Regions from separate parts of the Mus musculus genome. Here region 1 is linked to region 2. A link is a contact called in public HiChIP or PLAC-seq data. All regions are on one chromosome and are shown on one strand. Each heading gives the region's core, a stretch centred on a gene start, on an enhancer-like site or on the middle of the called end of the contact. The rest is flanking DNA. Distances are from core to core; before and after follow the strand shown.

Region 1 (5,552 bases), core at 2,186-4,685, 370 kb before region 2:
AAACTTCTCTTGCCCACATTAGCTCAACCAGGAACCAGGCTACCTTTCACAGTCCCACATCTCTGAGCATTTGCACATTTTATGTGAGCCTTACACCACCCCTGGGAAAGTCATTCACTTGGCAGGGTTTCTGGAATAGCAGACTCTGAGTGTGTGGGGCTGTGTGTGCATGTGCATGTGTGTGTGTGTGTGGTGTAATCTAAAGCTTTGGCTGCTGTCTTCAGATGGGGCTATTAGAGCATCTGCTACCACTGTGAAGTGGTCTGCTGGAGTAGAGAGGCTGCAGTCATTGTTTGCCTTGGTGACAGTGTGAAGCCAGGAAGCAGTAGGCCCTTTTGGAGGCTGCTGTAATCCAAGAGGGAATAGTCAGATTCTGCACATATTTGGCAGGCAGCTGTAAGTGTGAATACTAAGCCCTAGTGCACAGGAGTCCCTTCAAAGATCTAGTGGGTCACCTAGCCCAGAAGATCCACAGTAGGGCAAGAGTCAGTGTTAGTCAGGGTTAGAAAATGTAGGAGTGGGCTGGAGAAATGGCTCAAAGGTTAAGAAAGCACTGTGTGCTTTTCTAGAGGTCCTGAGTTCAATTCCAACAAGCGCATGGTGGCTCACAACCATCAGTAATGAGATCTGATGCCCTCTTCTGGTGTGCAGTGTCCATGCAGATAGAGGACTCTTGTATGTAAGCTAAATAAATAGTAAAGCAAGGGAGAAAGTGCAGAAGTCAACCTGAGTGCTTCTGTTTCCCACAGGAGCTGCCTCTCCCTCAGCTCTCATGGAAGGAGCCACACCTCTGCATCCGTCCTCTTGGCGCTCTATGGAGCCCAGGAGCAGAGGAACTGTCTAGAAGTGCTTCCCGCACTCTGACAGAGCTTGCCTCCTTCCTTTCCCATTGTCAGATAAAGTGTTTGGATTATTTTTAACATTGGGTGTGTAGTCATAAACACTTTCCTCTTTTTCCTTGTTTTAAGGCGAGAAGCCATTTACTTGTGAAATCTGTGGGAAATCTTTCACAGCAAAGAGCTCCCTTCAGACCCACATCAGGATCCACCGGTAAGCTGCTTTGGGTTTGAGTAAAGCAGGGCTCAGCTCTCAGTGGCCTCAAACTCAGACTCGTGCTTCTCCGCCCTGAGCACTGGGATTATAGGTGAAAGCCACCCCTTGGCTGCTTCAGTAAAGTGTCTTAGGTACTTCTATCACTTGGTGACCCCCTTGAACCCTGGCATTCTCTGGAGTGACCTATGACTATATATAAGCCTCTTCTCTAGTTGGTACCATGGTAGAATTTTATGTGTGGTTTATTTTATTTTTTCATTAATTAAATTTCTCATTTAGGCAAAATCAACAGGATTCTGACCAATAAAATTTGCATTGTTGGTTTCATTATTTAATTTGTATTGAGGGTGGCTTACATCCTCAATCAAAACTAAACATTAGGGCCTGGAGAGGGGGGCTCAGTGACTAAGCTGTTTGAGGGTTTGTTCAGATCTCTAGCCCCCGTGTAAAAGCCAGAGGTAGCTCTGCGTGCATGTAAGAGAGTGCATCCCAGGAGTTGTCTGACCGACAGTCTAACCAGATGTGAGCTCCAGGTTCAGTGAGAAGCCTGTCTCCAAAAGCAAGGTGGAGGGTGATAGAGAAGAATCAGTGTAACCTCTGGGCTCCACATGCACACAAAGACAGGGCATATACAAACATCAGTAAGTATGGTACCCTTGAAGTCTCATCACTCCAGAGGTAGAAGCAGGAGGGTGATCCACAAGTTCAAGGCTAGCCTATACTATAGAGTTAGACCATGTGTCAAAAGAAGAAAAAAGGGCTGGTGAGATGGCTCAATGGGTAAGAGCACCCGACTGCTCTTCCGAAGGTCTGGAGTTCAAATCCCAGCAACCACATGGTGGCTCACAACCATCTGTAACAAGATCTGACTCCCTCTTCTGGAGTGTCTGAAGACAGCTACAGTGTACTTACATATAATAAATAAATAAATCTTAAAAAAAAAAAAAGAAGAAGAAAAAAAAGTTATCTGGAGTTAACATTATCTGGAGTTGATTATGATCATGGATGCCTACAAGCCCCGCACCTGCTAGGCAGAGGCAGGGGGATCGAGTTTGAAGCCAAAGAAAATTCCATCCAAAGAGAAAGTATATTCTGAACAAATGTTTCAGAAAAATGACTCCCAGGCTGGATTTAGATATATACCTAAAAGCTTCAAAAATAATTAGGAGCTGCTCAAATTTTTTAATATTGCTATTAATCATAATACATAAAATCTAAAAAGAAGCTCTAGGAACTAAACCAAAATAGAACTGTCCTTGCAGTATGAAATGTTTATGTTGTTATTTGAAACATGAAACAACAAAATTACAAAGTTTAGCCCATATAGCCCAGTCCCATCTGCCACCCTACCTTAGCCCCTTTATAGCCCTTTTGTAATCCTTTTCGTTTATTTATTTATTTATTTATCCATTTATGTATGTATATGAGTCCACTGTAGCTGTCTTCAGACACACCATAAAGGGGCATTTGGTCCCATTACAGATGGTTGTGAGCCACCATGTGGTTGCTGGGAATTGAACTCAGGACCTCTGGAAGAGCAGTCAGTGCTCTTAACCGCCGAGCAATCTCTCCAGCCCCACCTTTTTTTTCTTTTTGAGACTTGAAACTGAAGCACATAGAAGTGGCTCCCTCAGAGTCCGTAAGTTGGTAGGAGAACCTGTGACTCGGGAATCATTCTGGTCAGTATTCCTGTGTTCTTTAGTTTTGGTTTTGGGGTGGTTTGTTTGTTTGTTTGATGTAAAGCAGAGTTAGAGTTTATTGTAAAGGTTTTGACATGGATTGAGTCACTGGCATTAAGCGACAGTAAGCACTCAAGGGTCAGGTGCAGGGTTTGACATTTCATTCCTCTTGACTGCTTCTGCCTGAGTGAACCAGGAAATGGAAGGCAAGTGTTTCTGTATGTTTTCTTACAGAGGAGAAAAGCCATACTCCTGCAGCATCTGTGGCAAATGCTTCTCTGACTCCAGTGCCAAGAGGAGACACTGCATCCTGCATACGGGCAAGAAGCCCTTCTCCTGCCCCGAGTGTGGCTTACAGTTCGCTCGCCTAGACAATTTGAAGGCACACTTGAAAATCCACAGCAAAGAGAAGCACACGGCAGACTCCAGCAGTGTTTCTGGCAGTAATGTGGACGAGGGCAGGAACATTCTTCAGCTGCAACCATACCAGCTCTCCACGTCGGGAGAGCAGGAGATTCAGCTTCTTGTCACCGACTCTGTGCATAACATTAACTTCATGCCAGGTCCCAGCCAGGGGGTCAGCATCGTGGCTGCCGAGAGCCCCCAGAGCATGGCCACAGACCCGGCTGCCAACATCACCCTGCTCACACAGCAGCCTGAGCAGCTGCAGGGCCTGATCCTTTCCGCTCAGCAGGAGCAGGCAGAGCACATTCAGAGCCTCAGTGTGATTGGAGGCCAGATGGAGTCCTCCCAGACTGAGCCAGTGCATGTCATCACACTTTCCAAGGAAACGCTGGAGCATCTCCACGCCCACCAGGAGCAAACAACCAGCTCAGTACCTGCAGCTGACACAGGAGCCCGAGCCACCCCTGTCCCCTCCACTAGGCCAGGAGCAGAGCTGACCCAAGCGCCTCTGGCCGTTCCACTAGACCCTTCCCCTGGAGCAACAGTGGCAGGGTGGCCTTTTGGGCCATCATCTTACAGATCCTTAAAGATGTGAGCCAGCCATTCTTTATCGTGGGCTCCATCAGGGCAGAAACTGTCTTATCTGTAATACCAACTCATACTTAAATGAGGGGGGGTTCCAATTTGATCTACTTTGTCTCTTCAAGATTGGTAGCTTTTCTTTGGGGTCATTGGTTTTATATGTTTCTATAAGTGTTGAATGTCCACAGCCATAGAGTATGGTCTTGTTTAGAACAAACACTCATGCATAGGTTGAATCATTGGGTAGAGAGGGTCCATCCTGGTACTTCTCTTAGGCGTAACTTTTGCCCCTCAGAGTCCACCTCTTGAATTTTATCTTTGTGTGGTACAGCTGACCAAGTTGTACTGAAGGTAGATTCATACTCAGAAACCGTACTCATGACGTAAAAGCCAAAGTACCTTTAAATTGTTTGAGTTCAACTTTGCTTCAAAACATGTATCTATACATTTTTTAAAGAAGCAGCTATTAAATTTTATTTTAAAAAATCTCCAAAGTATGAAACTGGATCTAGACACTCATTCCAAATAAACCAAATTTTGTCAGACACTGATACTTGATCTTTATCAAAAAGGCTTCTTAATGACCTGGGACTCAAAAAGTTTACTCCATATAATATAAGTCCTATATACACTGCTGAATTCTACTTGAGTGCAAAATACTGATTTATATGTTTGATCTTAGAACTTCCTAGAGGGAGAACAACACACTGATCGATTTTTATTGTAGTCTAGGTTAAATCCCATACCGTACCACTTAATTTTGAGCCTCAGAGCGAAAAGTACCCAACCTGTGTCTATGACTGTGTGACTTCCAAACCATCACCAAAAGGTTAAGTTATGTTTGGGTTACATTTTCAAGATCACTGCATTAGTTGAAGCCTTTGACCGGCTTCTCAGGAAGACAGCGCCAGGCTTGAGAAGATATAGGGAAGAGATAGAGGTGGACAGTGGTGTGACCTGGGCGTCTCCTTCACAGCCATTGCCCGGCTTACCTTAGATGACAGGAATTTCCACCCATGCAAGTGAAAGAAATAGACAGTTCTTCAGGTTAGCAAGAACATTTTTGTTCTATATTTACCAAGTTGTGGGTTTTTTTTTTAAGATTTATTTATTATTATACATAAGTTCACTGTAGCTGACTTCAGACTCACCAGAAGAGGGTGTCAGATCTCATTATGGGTGATTGTGAGCCACCATGTGGTTGCTGGGATTTGAACTCAGGACCTTCGGAAGAGCAGTCAGTGCCTTTACCTGCCAAGCCATCTCACCAGCCCACCAAGTTGTGTTTTATTATACATATTTTACAAATTGAGTTACCAAGTTGTATCAATATGTTTCAAGAAAGTAATGTGGGCTCGGATCTGACTAGAACAACCTTCTACAATTACGACTTTCAGACCCAGTTTGCAGACACTGTATGTGTGAGCATAGGTTGGTCATACATAGGTCTTACCCACTGAGCCATCACTTTAGCCCCTGTTTATTCTTTTTTTTTTTTTTTTTTTTTTTTTTTGGTTTTTTCGAGACAGGGTTTTTCTGTATAACCCTGGCTGTCCTGGAACTCACTTTGTAGACCAGGCTGGCCTCAAACTCAGAAATCCGCCTGCCTCTGCCTCCCGAGTGCTGGGATTAAAGGCGTGCGCCACCACGCCTGGCGCCCCTGTTTATTCTTGAAGCACAAAGTAGCTACCATCTTTTCAAAACAGCCTAATACTCAATTTTTTTCTAGAACTCTACATTTTTATTAAAGTAAAACTTTCCCCCTGTAGATAGCCAGATAATTTCTCAGAAACATGGTAGTGAGGCTGTTGGCTTGGTTTTGGTGTAGGACAC
Region 2 (5,461 bases), core at 2,055-4,554:
AGTATAAAGTTAATAATACTCTGTCAAGAGGTTTGTGTTGGAAACCACACATGCACTTGGGCATTATGCTAAAGATGGAGGTAGGAGACCTGCTCAGATGCCCTATACCTGCGGATGTTGAAGAAGGTACAGCAGCCCCTGGGTAGGAGACAGTGACTTTGTCTCTGACCTGATAAGGACCTAATCTTACAAAGGAAGTGTCACTTGTACCAAATGCAGAAGTAGCATCCAGGCTTGGGTGGTAACTGGAGACCCGGTCATAGCCAAGCGCAACACCCTCACTCACTAGCTGCAGTCCCTCTGGCGAGTTTGAAGAGCTTTAACAACTCAATTTAACCTACTGATCCAGAATGCTTTTGGTGGTTGGAAACCACACATATTTGTTATCTTGAGATTTCTATGGCATGGCTTAGCTGGACCTCTCCTTGAAGGTCTTTTATGGTACTGCAGCTAAGATCTCAAATTAGCAAAAGCTATAATCTTGTGTGAAGGCTCAGGAGAGTATGGTCTGCTTCCATGTGCACATAATTGCTGTTAGGATTTTGTTCCTTGAGAACTGATATAGAGAGGGTCTCAATTATGGAATTGGCCAGGGACTACCATGTGGGCCTCTCCGATTGTTTCATCAGGAAATACGTGAGAAGAGCTAGAGACTATCAGCAAAATACAAGTTACAGTTTTTCACAACATAATCTGGAAGGAGACAAAGCTTCACTTTAGTCATAATCTTTTCACTCAAAGCTGTTGCTGAGGTCCAGCCCTTGCTCAAGGTCAGCAGATTACTGAAGGGCAAATGGCATGGGAAGAATACCGTAAGGCAGGATCAGTGGGAGGCAGTCTGAAAGTAGCCTACTGTAACAACCTCTCCTGGGACTAGGGCATGGGAGGAAGGGCTCTCCCTCCATGCTGTGGAGAAAGCTACAGTTGACCGTACGTGTGTGGAGAGGAGTTAATGAAGAGCGTAATATCAAAGGGTTAGTATGGTACTGATCTGACTCCTCCCACACTTGTAAGCAATCTCCAGATAAAGAATTTTCTGCCATCTTCACCAGTGGATGCTGAACTCAGGCCCTATCTCCTCCTTTGCTAGGGTCCACCAAGACTCAGGAGGAGAGGTCTACCTGCCTCTGGTATCATCTTCCTCTTCCTCATTGCCTCCCTACACACATTGCTCTCCTTCATGCCTGTGTAGTTCAGGGAAACTTCCCAGTCTGCTCTTGGCCAAAGGGCAGGAAATGGCAGATGTCTTTCTGTCACCATTTGGTGGCTATATAATGAGATACACATCAAGTCTCACCTGTAGTGAAAATGAATGAAAAACTCTCAGACTTTTATAAGCATCCTCAAGTTAAAAAAAAAAAAAAAGAATGGGGTTGAATATTTTACCAATCAGATTTCTGTAGTCAATAGACTTCTCAAATTGAAGCTGGTTGTGGTGGTCTGAATATGCTTGGCCTTTGGGAAGTAGCACTATTAGGAGATGTGGCCTTACTGGGAGAGGGCCTTGGTAGAGGAAATGTGTTACTGTGGAGGTGGGGCTTTGAGGTCCCACATACATGCTTAAGTCTGATCAGAGTGAGCCAGAGTCCTCTCCTGGCTGCCGTCGGATCAAGATGTAGCCTTCTCGGCTCCTCCTCCAGAACCATGCCTGTCTGCACACTGCCCTGCCCCCACCATGATGGTAATGCACTGAACCGCTAAAACTGTAAGCCAGTCCCAATTCAATATTTCTTTATGAGAGTTACCTTGGTAATGGTGTCTCTTCCCAACGATGAAACCCTAACTAAAACACTGCTGTGTATTACTATCAACTTAGTCATGTCTGAAAGGTGGAGGTAAAATAATTTCTTTATGCTATAAGCCCTAATCTTTATCATCTTTAGTTGTTTCAGAACCACCAGAAATTATTATATAATTGATAGAAATTTGAAAAATTTTATCCCACTACATATAATATGTTGAAGTAAGGGCCTTCCTTCAATTATAGAGAATACTAATTTTAATAAGAAACATTTTCTCATGTCATTTTTAGTATAGTCATCCCAATGGTTCAAAAATTAAACCATTTTCAAATTTATTTGCTGTTTATAAATTTTAATTGGTATTTTTGAGACAAACATGGGCTGGTCTAGAAGTTACTATGTAGCCCAGGCTGACCTTAAACTTGAACTTACAACAGTCCTCCTGCATCAGCCTCCCAAGTGCTGGAATTATAACTATGAACCATCAAACCTAGCTTTGTACAGTACTAGGCAGCCACTTAAGGAATTCTGAGCAAGGACTGTTCCACCAAGCTGCACTCCATTTGTTTGTTTGTGACAAGGCCTCATGTAGCCCGGGCTTGCCTTAAGCTCACTACATAGCTGACGATGACCTTGAACTCCTTATACTCCTGCTTTCACTTCCCACATGCTGGGATTACAAGTACCACCATTCCCACCTCCCAATTTTTAAATTTGAATCTGAAGCAAAGTCTTGCAAAGTTGCCCAGGCTGACCTTGAACTTTTGATCTTCCTGCCTCAGCATGTACCTACAATGTAAACCTAAGTTTACAACAATAACAGAACAACTACTTGTTGTAATTAAAGCTATATGGATGTGTTTTTCCTCTCTTCTAATGTCTTCTAGAACTCTCCCTTTTTGAGATTTCAGATGGTACTACCAGTGAGTATTCAGAAGATGCTAACAATACTAGTGATAAGGTGCCTGAGCTGAACAAGTTGGGTGTTTTGACATTATGGGCTCCTGGGTATGCACTACTTCACTGCGAGCCTTACATTGGAGCCAGCAGCTGTTATGAAAACTGAGGTGGCCACTAAAAAGATACTGAGTGGGTAGTGTATGTGGCATGTGGCATGCACACTCTGGAAAAGAGTAAATCACAGGCCTGGCAGCATGGTATGAGATCACTTCTCAGAATAGCACGTGATTTAAAATTTACGCATTGTTGATTCTGGATATGGCTGACCATGACTAGCGATTATAAAGCCATAGAAAGAGAAGCCAAGGATACAAGGGGAATGCTGTGCACCAGATTCTATTCACAGAATGATTCTGCAGGAAGTAGAACTTTAGGGTACTCGGAAGTAAGTTTTCTCTAGTATGGTACATATGTATGCGCGCATGTACTAGCGTCTAAAGCTGCAGATGTCTGATTTTCCTTATAGTTACCTTTCTTTTGAAGACTCTGGCCATTAATGACAGTTTTCCACTCACTTTACATTTTTGTGCCCGCCTGCCTCCTTGTTCACCAAGGACATTTCCTGAGTTCTCAGCAGTTAGCTGCTGTGAGCACTAGGTGGCACTCTGACTCAACTCAAGTCTAGTTTGTCATCAATTTTGATGCTGTAGGCCTCAAGAGAAGATGTGTGTACAACTTAAGAACATTTGTGTTTTCAGTTGTCTTCTTTTAGAGGGAGTCTGAAAGGAGAAAGGAGATAATTCCAAGTTTAAATATCCAAGCTTAACTGGTGATAGTATTGATCTCCTCTTTCACTTACTGTCTCAGACTGTTCCAGGTACCTGCACAGGTATCTGTGTGGAAGAGAGGTGGAGAAGACTGCTGACCTCAGAGCCCATAGTCTAGTTAACTCGCCCCCCCCCCCAGATGCTGTTCTTGGGCCTGTGGCATGCACTCGCTGCTTTTATCCAGTCACTCAACACAAGGAGCGTGAGCTGGAGAGGTAGATGATCTGACTAGACCATCCAGCTGGGCAGGTACACAGTTGGGCTCAACGCATATGTGCTCCTTGGAGAGTAGTTTCTGGGAAGATGAGAACATGAAACCAGTAAAGCAAACATTCTCTCCCCCATCCCTGTCTCTCGCTCTATGTATATATATGTGTGTGCACATGCACATCTGTCTGTCTGTCTGTCTGTGTGCACATGCGTATAGTGGTTGTGAGTGTGCTGACATGGGATCTGAGAATGGACCTCACATTCTCTGCAGAGAGTAGTGGGCAGTCTTAACTGCCCCAAACTGATTACCAAAGGAGACTTGTTCTTGTTTTCCAGGAAGCAAAGCCAAGACTTGTTCTGGGAGAGGCTACAGCTTAATGGTTCAAATTGAAGATTTTGGCTTTTTAGGATGTTGTGTGACCCATCAGTTACAGAGAAAACAGTGTATTCTTGCATGTACTTTTGGGGGAAAACCCAAGTGTATCAATTTTTCAAAGAGTACCCTCCATAAAAAAATTGAGAAGTTGGGTGTGGTGGTACATGCCCAACATCCTAACACTTGGGGGTGGGTACAGGAAGGAAGGTCAGAAGTTGAAGAGCATCCTGGGCCATTAGGTGAATTCAAGGCCAGCTTGGGCTACCTGAGACCTTGCCTCAGAACAGCAGCAGACCACCTGAGCTGCCACATGCACAGGACACTTACTTCCTGAAACTGTTAGAGAAGACTTTTTACAATTGAAATGTGAGAGCCTTAAGCCAGCAAAAGTACACTTTCGTGAGAAAGCACCAGCTTGCTGCTCTTGACGAGGATGCTCATTGCATGGGGCTGAACTTTTCTTAGCTAAGCAGCAGGTCTCCCAGGCATGCAGGTCACAGGCAGAAAGTTTCAGATTTGATTCCAGAATGTGGGACAGAGCTGAGCACAGCACAGCTGCAGCCTTGGTAATGTGAGACAGACAAATACGCCACGGTCCAGAGCTGCCCCTGCCAGACTGCTGTGCACACACACTGGCTCTTGCTAACGCTCTACGGGGCAAGCTAGTTAGTGCTCTAAGTTTTAGTTTGTTGATGTTTGTCTTGTTTGGGGAATTATTTTTTAAGTTAAAAAGGTTTTAATGTTTTGTTTTGTTTAGATTGGTTGTATTTGCTTTCTGGGCTTGTGTTTGTTTGTTTTTTCAAGACTGGTGGTTTTCTCTGTGTAGCCCTGGCTGTTATGGAACTTATTCTGTAGACCAAGCTGGCCTTGAACTCACAGAGATCTACTTGTCCCTGCCTCCCAAGTGCTGGGATTAAAGGTGTATACTACCACCACCTGGCAATCCAACTTTATTTTTTTTAACACACAGAAACATTATATATGCATCCACATATATAAACATTACATTGTGTTTCATATATGCATTATATTGTCTTTAAATCAACTTAAATATATATTTTTTCTCAAACATTATTTTTGGGAATTCTATAATTTTGTGCCTCTCTGCCAACCTATTCTCTTCTCCCAACCCCAAGCTTCTGTTTTACAGTCAGTAACATAAAGATAATAGCATATTGATCTTTGTAAGGCATTAGCCCTGTGCCTCCTTTTACTTTGTAACAGTTTTTAAAGAGGAGAAGAAGCAAGCAGGCATGAACTATAAAGCCAAGACTGGTACTCAGTTCTCTGAACCTCAGTCTCTCTCTATCTTGGCCAGGACTGCAGTTGTGTTCTTCCCTTCCTAATTCCATGCTGCTTGAGATTGTTATGTTTTTTAATTACTTGGGATTAATAGTGTATGCTCC

Evidence for each region. HiChIP or PLAC-seq counts read pairs in DNA pulled down with a chosen protein or histone mark.
Region 1: a contact with region 2 is called in an H3K27ac HiChIP or PLAC-seq map of embryonic stem cells, with 5 read pairs. The contact joins two enhancer-like sites. A contact is called at or near these places in 2 of 39 promoter capture datasets (embryonic stem cells and hippocampal neurons), 5 of 484 Hi-C or Micro-C datasets (the N1E-115 cell line, erythroblasts, natural killer cells and 2 more), 7 of 115 datasets of contacts at active chromatin or transcription factors (the SCID.adh cell line, astrocytes, bone marrow-derived macrophages and 3 more) and 2 of 9 other capture datasets (adipose tissue and liver).

Annotation. Positions count from the first base shown.
Region 1 is chr10:41,461,311-41,466,862 of GRCm38.p6, forward strand. Zbtb24 (zinc finger and BTB domain containing 24) reads left to right here. Exons shown (of 7, transcript NM_153398.3): 6 at 969-1,050; 7 at 2,967-4,272. The coding sequence ends at 3,732. Among named protein-coding and RNA genes, the nearest start is that of Mical1, 12 kb to the right of the region's middle. Within about 2 kb of position 3,436, at least 20 of the 459 cell types and tissues checked have an H3K27ac peak or open chromatin away from gene starts, as enhancers often do. A contact at or near this core is called in embryonic stem cells, where this site is marked.
Region 2 is chr10:41,827,772-41,833,232 of GRCm38.p6, forward strand. The region is part of intron 1 of Sesn1 (sestrin 1); the gene reads left to right. Among named protein-coding and RNA genes, the nearest start is that of Sesn1, 20 kb to the left of the region's middle. Within about 2 kb of position 3,305, at least 40 of the 459 cell types and tissues checked have an H3K27ac peak or open chromatin away from gene starts, as enhancers often do. A contact at or near this core is called in embryonic stem cells, where this site is marked.